Regions from separate parts of the Sus scrofa genome. Here region 2 is linked to region 1. The links are chromatin contacts, called in public Hi-C maps. All regions are on one chromosome and are shown on one strand. Each heading gives the region's core, a stretch centred on a gene start, on an enhancer-like site or on the middle of the called end of the contact. The rest is flanking DNA. Distances are from core to core; before and after follow the strand shown.

Region 1 (4,796 bases), core at 1,229-3,728:
ATGCTGATGGCTGATATGTGTCTGGGGACCATCCTGCCATGGGCGACACTTGAAAGAACTGAGTATTTCTACTGTTGATGGGAACTAAACTATCACTTGGGAAGCTGCTGGTTCTTCAGTTGTTGCAATTTTCCCAACCTATTTCTATAATGCATCCGAATAACAGGATGAAATATCTAAAGGACGTGAATTTGAGGGCCAAACTGTAAAAAGGGCTAATCAAGTTGGAAGGGGGGAATTGAAGCCACATGACTTCAAGGTCTCCACCTGACAGGCTCAGTGACTGGCAACTCTCCCAGGACTGGAAAATTGGAAACCAGGAGGCACAGCAGACACCAGGTAGGAATGTTGATGGTGGTTCTGCTGAAATAAGATCAACTCCTCGGGCAAGCATGCTAATTTCCCTCCGAATGGGTGTTTGGAGATCTATGAACTAAAACTATATGCCTACTCTTCATAGAAAACTGTGAGCAGCGCACTCTTAGCTCATTTCCTAGCTCGTGGCGCCATCAAGCGGCTGGAAGATTGAAAGTCACCCCAAGAGGAGGGTCCAGTATCTAGGAGAGCAAGGCTACATAGTGTTCCAAGGACAGGCTGGACAGACTGTGCCAAAATGAACCCACCGGGGGGTGCTGATACCTCACAGGGCCCTCAAAGTGAAGGAAAGACAGCTTCACACACAGCATCCGTGCTTGTGACTATAAATATAGCTATTCGGTTACAGAGTGAGTGGCTGCCACTCCCATTAAGGACCGCAAGGGTAAACTCTCCAGACAGTAACCTCCATATCAGGTACTAACAATTAGGAATAATCTATAAATACCATAAAGCAGGGAAGTATAGTTTTTTTAAAAATAGAACTTATCTAGTTATAAAAATGAGAATATTTATAAATTATGAATTTTTAAAAATTAGAGATACCAGTAGTTTAGTGATGAACCATACACACACTGGTATTATCCATCCAAGGGCAAAACAGCAAATATAAATTTGAAATATTAAAAAGTTTACATTCTTTGATTAATTCTACTTTACAACATTTATCTAAATTAAATGATCAGAGTTATTTAAACATATTTAGATAAATACACAAGACAGAAAGAAAGTGAAGAAGAAATAAAGTTATTAAAAGCCTTTCAAGTAAGGAACTGGTTTAAATAAATTATGTTTTGGATAAATGAGATTTGATCAGCCAATAGACTGAGGAAACAAAACAGATTAAAAAGCTTATCCTGGAAGAAACCCTGGCAAATGCCAACAATAACGACTTGCCCCCACCCTGGCATGGGTGCTCAGCTCCGCCCTGGGTGTTGCCGTCAGAGAAGCCCTTGCTCTGCCAAATCCGGGTGGGCAGGAAGCAAAGGGCAAATGCTCCTCCCTGCCTTTCCTCTCTCCAGGCTCCCAGCAGACTGGATGATGCCCACTGGGAGGGAGGGCCGTTGGCTTGACCAGTCCAGTGATTTAAGTGCGGATCTCGTCCAGAAACACCCTCACCCAGAAATAGTGCTTAATCTGGGCACCTCTTGGCCTCATCAAGTTGACACATAAAATTAACCATCACAAGGTTCTTAGTCAGAGGCGCATTATCCAGATACCTCACGACAGTGAGTGGGGAAAGCAAAACAACGCAAGTGAAATTCACATCGGGAAAAGTTGTAGAAATTAACTGAACACATGCCAAAATATGTGGTGTTTTATCTCCTGGGCTGGAATAATTTCAGTTGGGTAAACTGAAGGGGAAAAAAAGGCCATTAGCATGGCAATTAAATAGCCATAAAAAATCCACAAACTCTAATCTATGGTGGCTATAGAAATGGATCAACTACTTTTTTTTTTCTTTTTTGTCTTTTTGCCATTTCTTGGGCCGCTCCCACGGCATATGGAGGTTCCCAGGCTAGGGGTCAAATCGGTGCTGTAGCTGCCAGCCTACGCCAGAGCCACAGCAATGTGTAATCCAAGCCACGTCTGTGACCCACACCACAGCTCATGGCAACGCCGGATCATTAACCCACTGAGCCAGGGCAGGGATCGAACCCGCGACCTCATGGTTCCTAGTCAGATTCGTTAACCACTGTGCCACGACGGGAACTCCAGAAATGGAGCAACTATTTAGCTGATTTTTCTCTTGGCTTCTCTACAGGAGTGAAGTTTTCATTGAGGACAACATCCCGAATGAAACACAGAAGCAAGCTATTGCTACAGTGGCTCGAGGTCATGACATCCCAGAGTAAGGACAAGAGACAGAAAGGCTACCCTGCGGCGAAGCGTAAGGTGGGCCATGGTTTAAGAAAAGTGCCAGGAGATTTTTCCTTCTGGAATCATGTTTAGTTGACCATTCCATCTTGGAAATCCTCCCTCATGAAATAGAATGGTAAAATATTTGCTTTATTTCTCTTTAGTTGGTTTGATTGTAACTGAACAAGGCCAGTGCCAAAACTAAGTTTGGCTGCTCGCCATTCGAGTTATTCATTCATCCGTTGATGGACACTTGGGTTGTTTCCAACTTAGCTTCCATGAATAATGTTGCAATGAACATGGGTCTCTTTGAGACCCTGCTTTCAACAGTTTTCAGCATATACCCATAAGTGGAATTGCTGAATCATATTGTAATCCTATTTTTCTTTTCTCTCTCTCTCTTTTTTTTTTTTTTTTTTTGAGAGACCACCAAACTGTTTGCACTGCAGGTACATCATTTTACATTCCTAACAAGTGTGTACAAGGGTCAGATTGTCAACATTTGATGTTTTCTGGTTTTTGATAGTAGCCATCCTAATGCGTGTCAGGTGACATCTTACTATGATTTTTATTTGCGTCTTAAAAGAGAAAGTTTAATCTCTTTGGATGAATGCAGATTTTAACTTTGAAATACTTGATCTGACTTTAAAAAGAGAATGTTTACCCACCATGAGCAATTCTCTCAAAAGAAGAGAATGCAAAGTGGTATATCCACTTTAGAAAAGAGTTTGGTACTTTCTCACAGGGCTAAATTAGTCTTATCATACAATCTAGCAATTGTGCTCATTTTTAACAATTGATTTGAAAGGTTAACTTCACACAAAAACCTGCACACAAGGTTTAAAAAAGCTCTTTATTTGTAATTTCCAAAAACTGGAAGAAACGAAGTTATTCTTCAAAGGATAAACAAGGTGTAATGGATAACGCTCAGTAGAATATTATTCAGTGATAAACTATTGCCATTAAAAAACATGGAGTGAAATAAAATGCATATTACTAAGTGATAAAAAGTCATTCTGAAAAGGCTACATACTTCATGATTGTAACTACATGACATTCTGGAAAAGGCAAAACTATAGAGACAGTAAAATGATCAGGGGACTGTGGTCAAAATAAAAATTGTCTACAATTTCTATTCAGGGTAAATGTCTGCATAGAGATGGCAGGAGGAATCTGTTCCCTGGTCTGCAGGAATATATGGATTTAACTGGCAACATTCAGTTATTTTATTGATGCTAAATTTTATAACACTCTTGCATGGGCATGAATTTAAAACTCATTAATACAATTTTAAATGCTCAATGTCATAGGCTGAATTATTAGCGAAATTACTAAATTCATGATGTGTGTGTGTATGCTTTACACATACTAGGAAAGAATAAAGCATCTTTTCCCCCATTCTCCATCTCATTTCCTGAAGGCCAAGACATTCTGTAGATTGCGCCCTTTGTAACACACACAGAGAGAGAGAGAGGCTTGATGGAGGGTGGTTTTCAGGGGGGAGTAACAAATTTCCTTGTATGACTCTCACCAGGGACTTTTAGGGGGAGATAGGGCGGCATTAGGCTGGACTACCTAGTGGGAAAGCAAAGTGAGTTTGGGGTGGTGCTCACCAGTAGAGGGCTGGCTGGCTAGGTCCAGGCCAACGCCATTTCCCAGATGGGTTCATGCAGCTCTGGGTCCAGCATCTGACCGCCGTGAAGTCCTGTGAGGAGCACCCCTCCCAGGAACCAGGGGGCTGCCCCCACCCCACCCCCTGTGAAGGACCAGCCCTTGGCAGTTGTAGCCAAGGGAGTGAGGCGACGGCCTGGAGGGTGGGGGCCTAAGGTGCTACCAGGTGTCGCTCTAAAGCCCAGTGCGCTGGTGCAGATGCAGCGGGATCTCGGTGAAGGCGCATATTCCACGTCGTGATAGGCGGGAGCTCTGCTGGATAGAGTTTGATCATGAAAAGAAAGAAATGTAAGCCTGTTGCGTCTACACATTGTGGACTAGTTCGTGATGTACCCGATGTTCTCGATGCCGAGATCCTACTAATTGAACAGTCACCCCCAAGCCACCAAGGAACAGATACTTTTCCAGAGGACAAGCGGCGACCGCGTCAAGTGCAGCACATCAACTGCAAGGTGCGTCTCGTCTTCAAATATCAAAACATGAGACGCATCAAAACAAAGAAAGCATGTCGAGAGTGGAGGGGATGCAGTGCTTAAACCTGATGGAATTTAAATGTAAAATGCAGAGGTTATAATCTCCTTGGAGTTCTCTCAACGCATTTGGAAAACGACTGGCCCTGATGACGTCGGAGGTGTTCAGCCTCCCAGATGACCCTGATGGAAGCAGATGATTTGCCTCAACGTGGGAACCTCTTTCTCTGGGGCTGGGGATTCTGACCCAAGGGTCCCGAGTGCTGGAGCTCGGCGCTTTCCCGGACTTGCGGCTCCTTCGCGAGGATGTCGGCCACCAGGGGGCCCACGAGACCTTGGCGGTACAGACTCCTCGCCCAGCCTCCTGCACACCGCGCCGGGACGCAGGGTTAGGCGTGAACGCATGCTTGGCGGGTGAGA
Region 2 (4,796 bases), core at 949-3,448, 41 kb before region 1:
GGCCGCCTCGACAGGCGGGGCGGGCTCCGGGAGCGTCGGGGGCCCTGGGACTGCGGGAGCCACTACGCGGCCGGGCTCAGTCCGGGCAGCCTCCTCGGCCCTGCCCTCCTCTCCCACGTGGGGCACGCCGGGGGCCGTCTTGTCCTTGACCGGTCCCTGGAAGAGCTTCTTCACCAGGCTCCCCTTAGGGCCGTCGGCTCCCGGCCCTCGGACGAACTCGCATTTCTGCCGGTAGATGACCAGCGAGTCTGGCCTCAGGGGCTTCCGCGCTATGGCCCTGCGCGCCACGGGCCCGGAGACTCGGGCCGGGGGCCGAGGGTCGCCCGTCTGTCCTTCGACCGCCTCGGGGCTGTTGCCCTCGCCAACCGGGCCTGGGCCCGCCCCCGGCGCACCCCGCACGTACTTGGCACGGTCGGCTGCCAGCCTCTCCACGGCACTCCTGCGCGCCGGCTCCGCCGCGTCCCGGGCCCTGGGGGCCTCGAGGTCCCGGAACAGGAGCCGCTCGTTTGGGGGCGCGTCCAGGGTTGGCAGGGCGCGCATCCTCGGGGATCCGCAAGCCTCAGCGCACCGCGGAAACGCGCTTCCGCTGCGGCTCCCGCCCGTCCTTTTACCAATTCCGAACTCGGGCGGAGTAGAGCGGCGCCCCAGTTCCCGCCGGCTGGTCTGGAGTCAGGGCGAACCGGAGTCCTCACGGATTGGCTAATCGCTGGAGTACCCGCCCGTCCGGCCCCGCCCCTCCGGCCCCGGCCCAGGCCCCGGCCCCCACCTCCGGCCTGGACCCGGGTCCACGCCCCCGCCCCGTGCCCCAGACCCGGCTCCCACCCACACGCAGTCCTAGCAGCCAATAGGCTGGAGGGCTGCGCGCTGAGCCCCACGCGCCGAAGCTGTGAGGGCTCCAGGGCGCCGGGGGGCAAAGGGTCCGGGAGGGACTGAGCTGGTTCAGATCCAGGTATCAGCCGCCTCCTCCCAGCCTGGGAGTGCCTCGGGTTGTCGTTTTAAGCTGGCATTTCCGGACTTGGGGGAGGGCAGAGCGAACGGGATTCGCCCCCCCCCCCGCAGGTGTCTCAAATCCTTTGAATTCTTAAAGTGACCTCAACTGTTTGGAAACTTGACTTTTTTAATTCCCTAAATTATCACCTGGGCACTGCTTATACCGAAAGAGAACGCAGTCTGTTTGTTAGGTAGAAAGAACCCAGGAATCTGGTAGGGACCTGGGTCACGTCGTAGCTCAGGCAGGAGGCCGGCTGTGGGCCTGACAAGACCCGAGCACCTGGTGCCGGGACTCGCAGGAAGCGGAGGCGAGGCTCCCTGGATTTGGAAAAACCTGAACAGATTTCCCAGAATGATTGCCGTTTTTACCGTAATCAACGCAGCGGGGAAACCACGGGTTCACTAGGGCAGTGGATCAGCCTAGGAATGTTAAAGGTTTAAAAGAAAACATTTCCAAAATTCCATTTTTTCGAAAGTTGGACAAAGGTCTAAAAATATCTGCCAGACGAGTGAAATGTCCACGTTATCTCATGTTAAGGCCGACTCAAGATAATGCTGACCTCTCAAAGCTGCGGTTGAGTGTGCCTGGTGCGGGGCTCCCCAGCTACCCTGTGGGCTGCGGGCAGTGGCTCCCTTACATCAAGGTCTGTTTTGTTTCCAGAAACGCCAATGGGCACCAGGAGGGGCCTGTTTAGGGGTTAGCAGGGGCAGCAGCTGAATGTTTTCAACCAGGTTTGGCGAATGCTTACCATCTAGCGACCCAGGATCCGAGAACCGCAGCAGGTTGCAAATGGGTTCTGAGACCTTGAATTTCCGTGAAGCAAAATCCCATAGTCAGTGACAGAACAGAAGAAACCAGGCCTCCTGAGAACCAGCCGACCCAGGTAGTGTCACCGGAAGAGGCCCCACTGATCGGAAAAGACGACCGTGGTCCTGGGGAGGAGGAGGGAGAGGGAGAGAGCGCGGGCAGGAGGGGGACGCTGAGCGGGCGGTGGGGGGGGGAGCGAGAGCAGGGAGAAGAGAGAGCAAGGGGGGGGGAGACATTCTGAGCAGAAGGGGAGGAGGGGAAAGCGGGGGTGGGTGGAGAGGGAGGGGGAGAGAGTGCTGGGGAGAGGAGAGAGAGAAAGCAGGAGGTGGGGGAGGGAGGTGGGGAGAGAAGCGGGAGGGAGAGAACAAGCCAGAGCTGTGAGAGAGCGCCTGCACCAGCTTCCCATAATAGGACACTATTGGTGGAAGGGCCAAAGTCCAGAGTTTTCTCTGCTCAGGCAGCCTGGTCTATTGTCAATCTGAGAGAGGAAAAAAAAAAAAAAAAAAAAAAAAAAAAACTTTTTTAATTGCTTAGCCCTAAGTGGCTCCTTTTCCTAATTTGCACTTTAGCGTCCAGAGAAAGGCAACTCCCAAACAGAGGACATCTGGTATTTGCCTGAGCCTGGATCCACCATTTATTAGCTATGTTCCATTGCACATATAACAAACCTCTCAAGACTTTGTCAGTTGTAAACTTCCTCATTTTTGTAGTTTAGAAAATCTATTGCTTTGTAGTGAGCACTAAATGATTGTTAAAGAAAGACCTAGGCTTAGGTCTCTGTTGTGGCTTTTAAAGAGGCTGTCAGGTTGGACTTCTCAATGCCTCTGGTTGCTCATCTATAAACTACAGCTTATTACACCACCTGCTCGGGCATTTGTTGATGAGATAACACATATAAGGGGCTTAGCACCATATCTGGTAAGATCACATTTTCAGTAAATAAATTTATGGTTGGATGATCATGGTTATGATTAGTCAGTTGTCATGTTTTAAATAAGGTTAGTGAATTCGCATGTGACTATTGAAGACAAGGGTAAAATAAAACTGCTATAAAGTTGTATTTAAGATTTATTGCTATTAAAGCTAATTATATTTCTATCCAGAATTTTCTATCTATTAAGAAGATAATTAACTGGATAAATAGAACTGGAGTAATAGGATACAAGAAATATCATAAATAAATTGTTCATATTGCTCAACTGCTAGCTTAGAATTTGAGCCTAATTTCCACCCTGGCATTATCTCAAAAGACTTGGTCAGAGCAGGAAATATCGCTTACAGACCCAGTGATCCAGAAACTACTCCTAGGAGCTTATGCTAAGGAACCAAGAGCTGTGTGCACAGTATGTGGATATTCCTGCAGACAGTTAAAATCAACCTACATTCAACAATAGAAAGAAGGTTAGATAATGTATGACATGCTCCTGGGACTGAGTATTGTGTAATCACGTACAGGCATGCTTCCACAAGATATTTTACAGAGTGGGACATGACCATGATGTATGTGAAATTTTTTAAAAAATAAGACAAATGTAGTGGCAGTTTTGAATAAATTTCTGGAAACATAAAACTTACCAGACTAAAATCATAAGAAATAGAAAATCCAAATAGACCTATAACAGTAAGGATATTGAATCAGCAATCAAATCTCTACTGTCCAAGAAGAGCTCCGGACCGGAGTCTTCACTCACGGAACTTTTAAAGAATTAATGCCAGTCCTTCTTAAACTTTTCTCAAAAACTGAAGGAGAAGGAACCCTTTCTAACTCATTCTATAAGGCCTTCATTACTCTGACAACAAAGTCAAACAGAGACTCCAGAGAAGAAATCTACAGGTCAATATCCCTTAGGAATATCAACGCAAAAATGATTAACAAAACACCAGCAAGCATGATCCAGCAGCATACTGAAAGGATTATACACCATAACCAAGTGGGATTATTCCTGGAATGCAAGGGTGGTTCATCACATGAAAATCAATCAGTGTGATATGTCACATCAACAGAATGGAGGGGGAAAAAGAACATACGGTCATCTCATTCAGTGCAGAAAAAACACGACAAAATTCAACACCGTTTCATGATAAAAACACTCAATAAACTAGGAATACAAGGAAACTATTTCAGCATAATAAATGTCATATGTGAAAAACCCTAGTGAACATTGTACTCAGTGACTGAGAGACTGAAAGCTTTTCCTCTAAGATTAGAAACAAGACAAGGATGCCCACTTTCACCAATTCTAGTCAGCATAGTAATGAAAGTTCTAGCCAGAGTAATTACGCAAGAAAAAAAACCACAAAATCCCTACAAATAGGAAAGGAAGAGATAAAATTTTCTATGTTTGCAAATGATATGATCTTACATGTAGTAAACTCTAAAGATTCTACACACACACCCACACACACACAAACCTGTTAGAATGAAAGAAAATTCAGCAAATTGGGGGATATAGGTCAACACACAAAAATCAATTGCATTTCTATATATTAACAATGATCAACCTAAAAAGAAAATTGCAAAACAATTGCCTTTACTATAGAATCCAAAGAAGAGTAAAATACTTAGAGATTAATTTAAAATAGGAGGTAAAATACTTACATGATAAGAACTACAAAACATCACTGAAAGAAATTAAAGCAGACATAAGTAAATTGAAATACAGCCCATGTTAACGTTTTAGAAGACAATCTTGTTAAAAAGTCAATACTACCCAAAACTGTCTACAGATTAAGTATAATCCCTATGAAAATTCCAGTGATATTTTTTGCAGAAAGAGTTAAAAAAAAATCCTAAAATTCGTATAGAATCTCAAGGGACCTCAAATAGCCAAAAAGAACTTGAAAAAGAACAAAACTGGAGGATTTACACCCCTGATTTCATGACTTACTATAAAGCTATATAAAAAGGGTGTGGCATTGGCGTAAACACAGATATAAAGACCAATGGAATAGAAAAGAGAGCCTGAAGATAAAACCTCACATATATGGTCAAATGATT

What was found. Hi-C and Micro-C count contacts between places; a contact is called where the count stands out from the background.
Region 2: a Hi-C map of liver shows a contact between it and region 1, with 4 times the contacts expected there. The contact joins the promoter of FAM110C here to the enhancer-like site in region 1. A contact is called at or near these places in 1 of 5 promoter capture datasets (liver) and 10 of 47 Hi-C or Micro-C datasets (embryonic fibroblasts, epiblast stem cells, fetal heart ventricle and 4 more).

What each region holds. Positions count from the first base shown.
Region 1 is chr3:132,766,808-132,771,603 of Sscrofa11.1, reverse strand. LOC110260066 (a long non-coding RNA gene) reads left to right here. Exons shown (of 3, transcript XR_002342888.1): 2 at 2,141-2,271. Among named protein-coding and RNA genes, the nearest start is that of FAM110C, 41 kb to the left of the region's middle. Within about 2 kb of position 2,478, at least 5 of the 83 cell types and tissues checked have an H3K27ac peak or open chromatin away from gene starts, as enhancers often do. A contact at or near this core is called in liver, where this site is marked.
Region 2 is chr3:132,807,440-132,812,235 of Sscrofa11.1, reverse strand. FAM110C (protein FAM110C) reads right to left here and starts at 2,198. Exons shown (of 2, transcript XR_002342890.1): 1 at 1,740-2,198. LOC110260067 (a long non-coding RNA gene) reads left to right here and starts at 1,759. Exons shown (of 3, transcript XR_002342891.1): 1 at 1,759-1,874.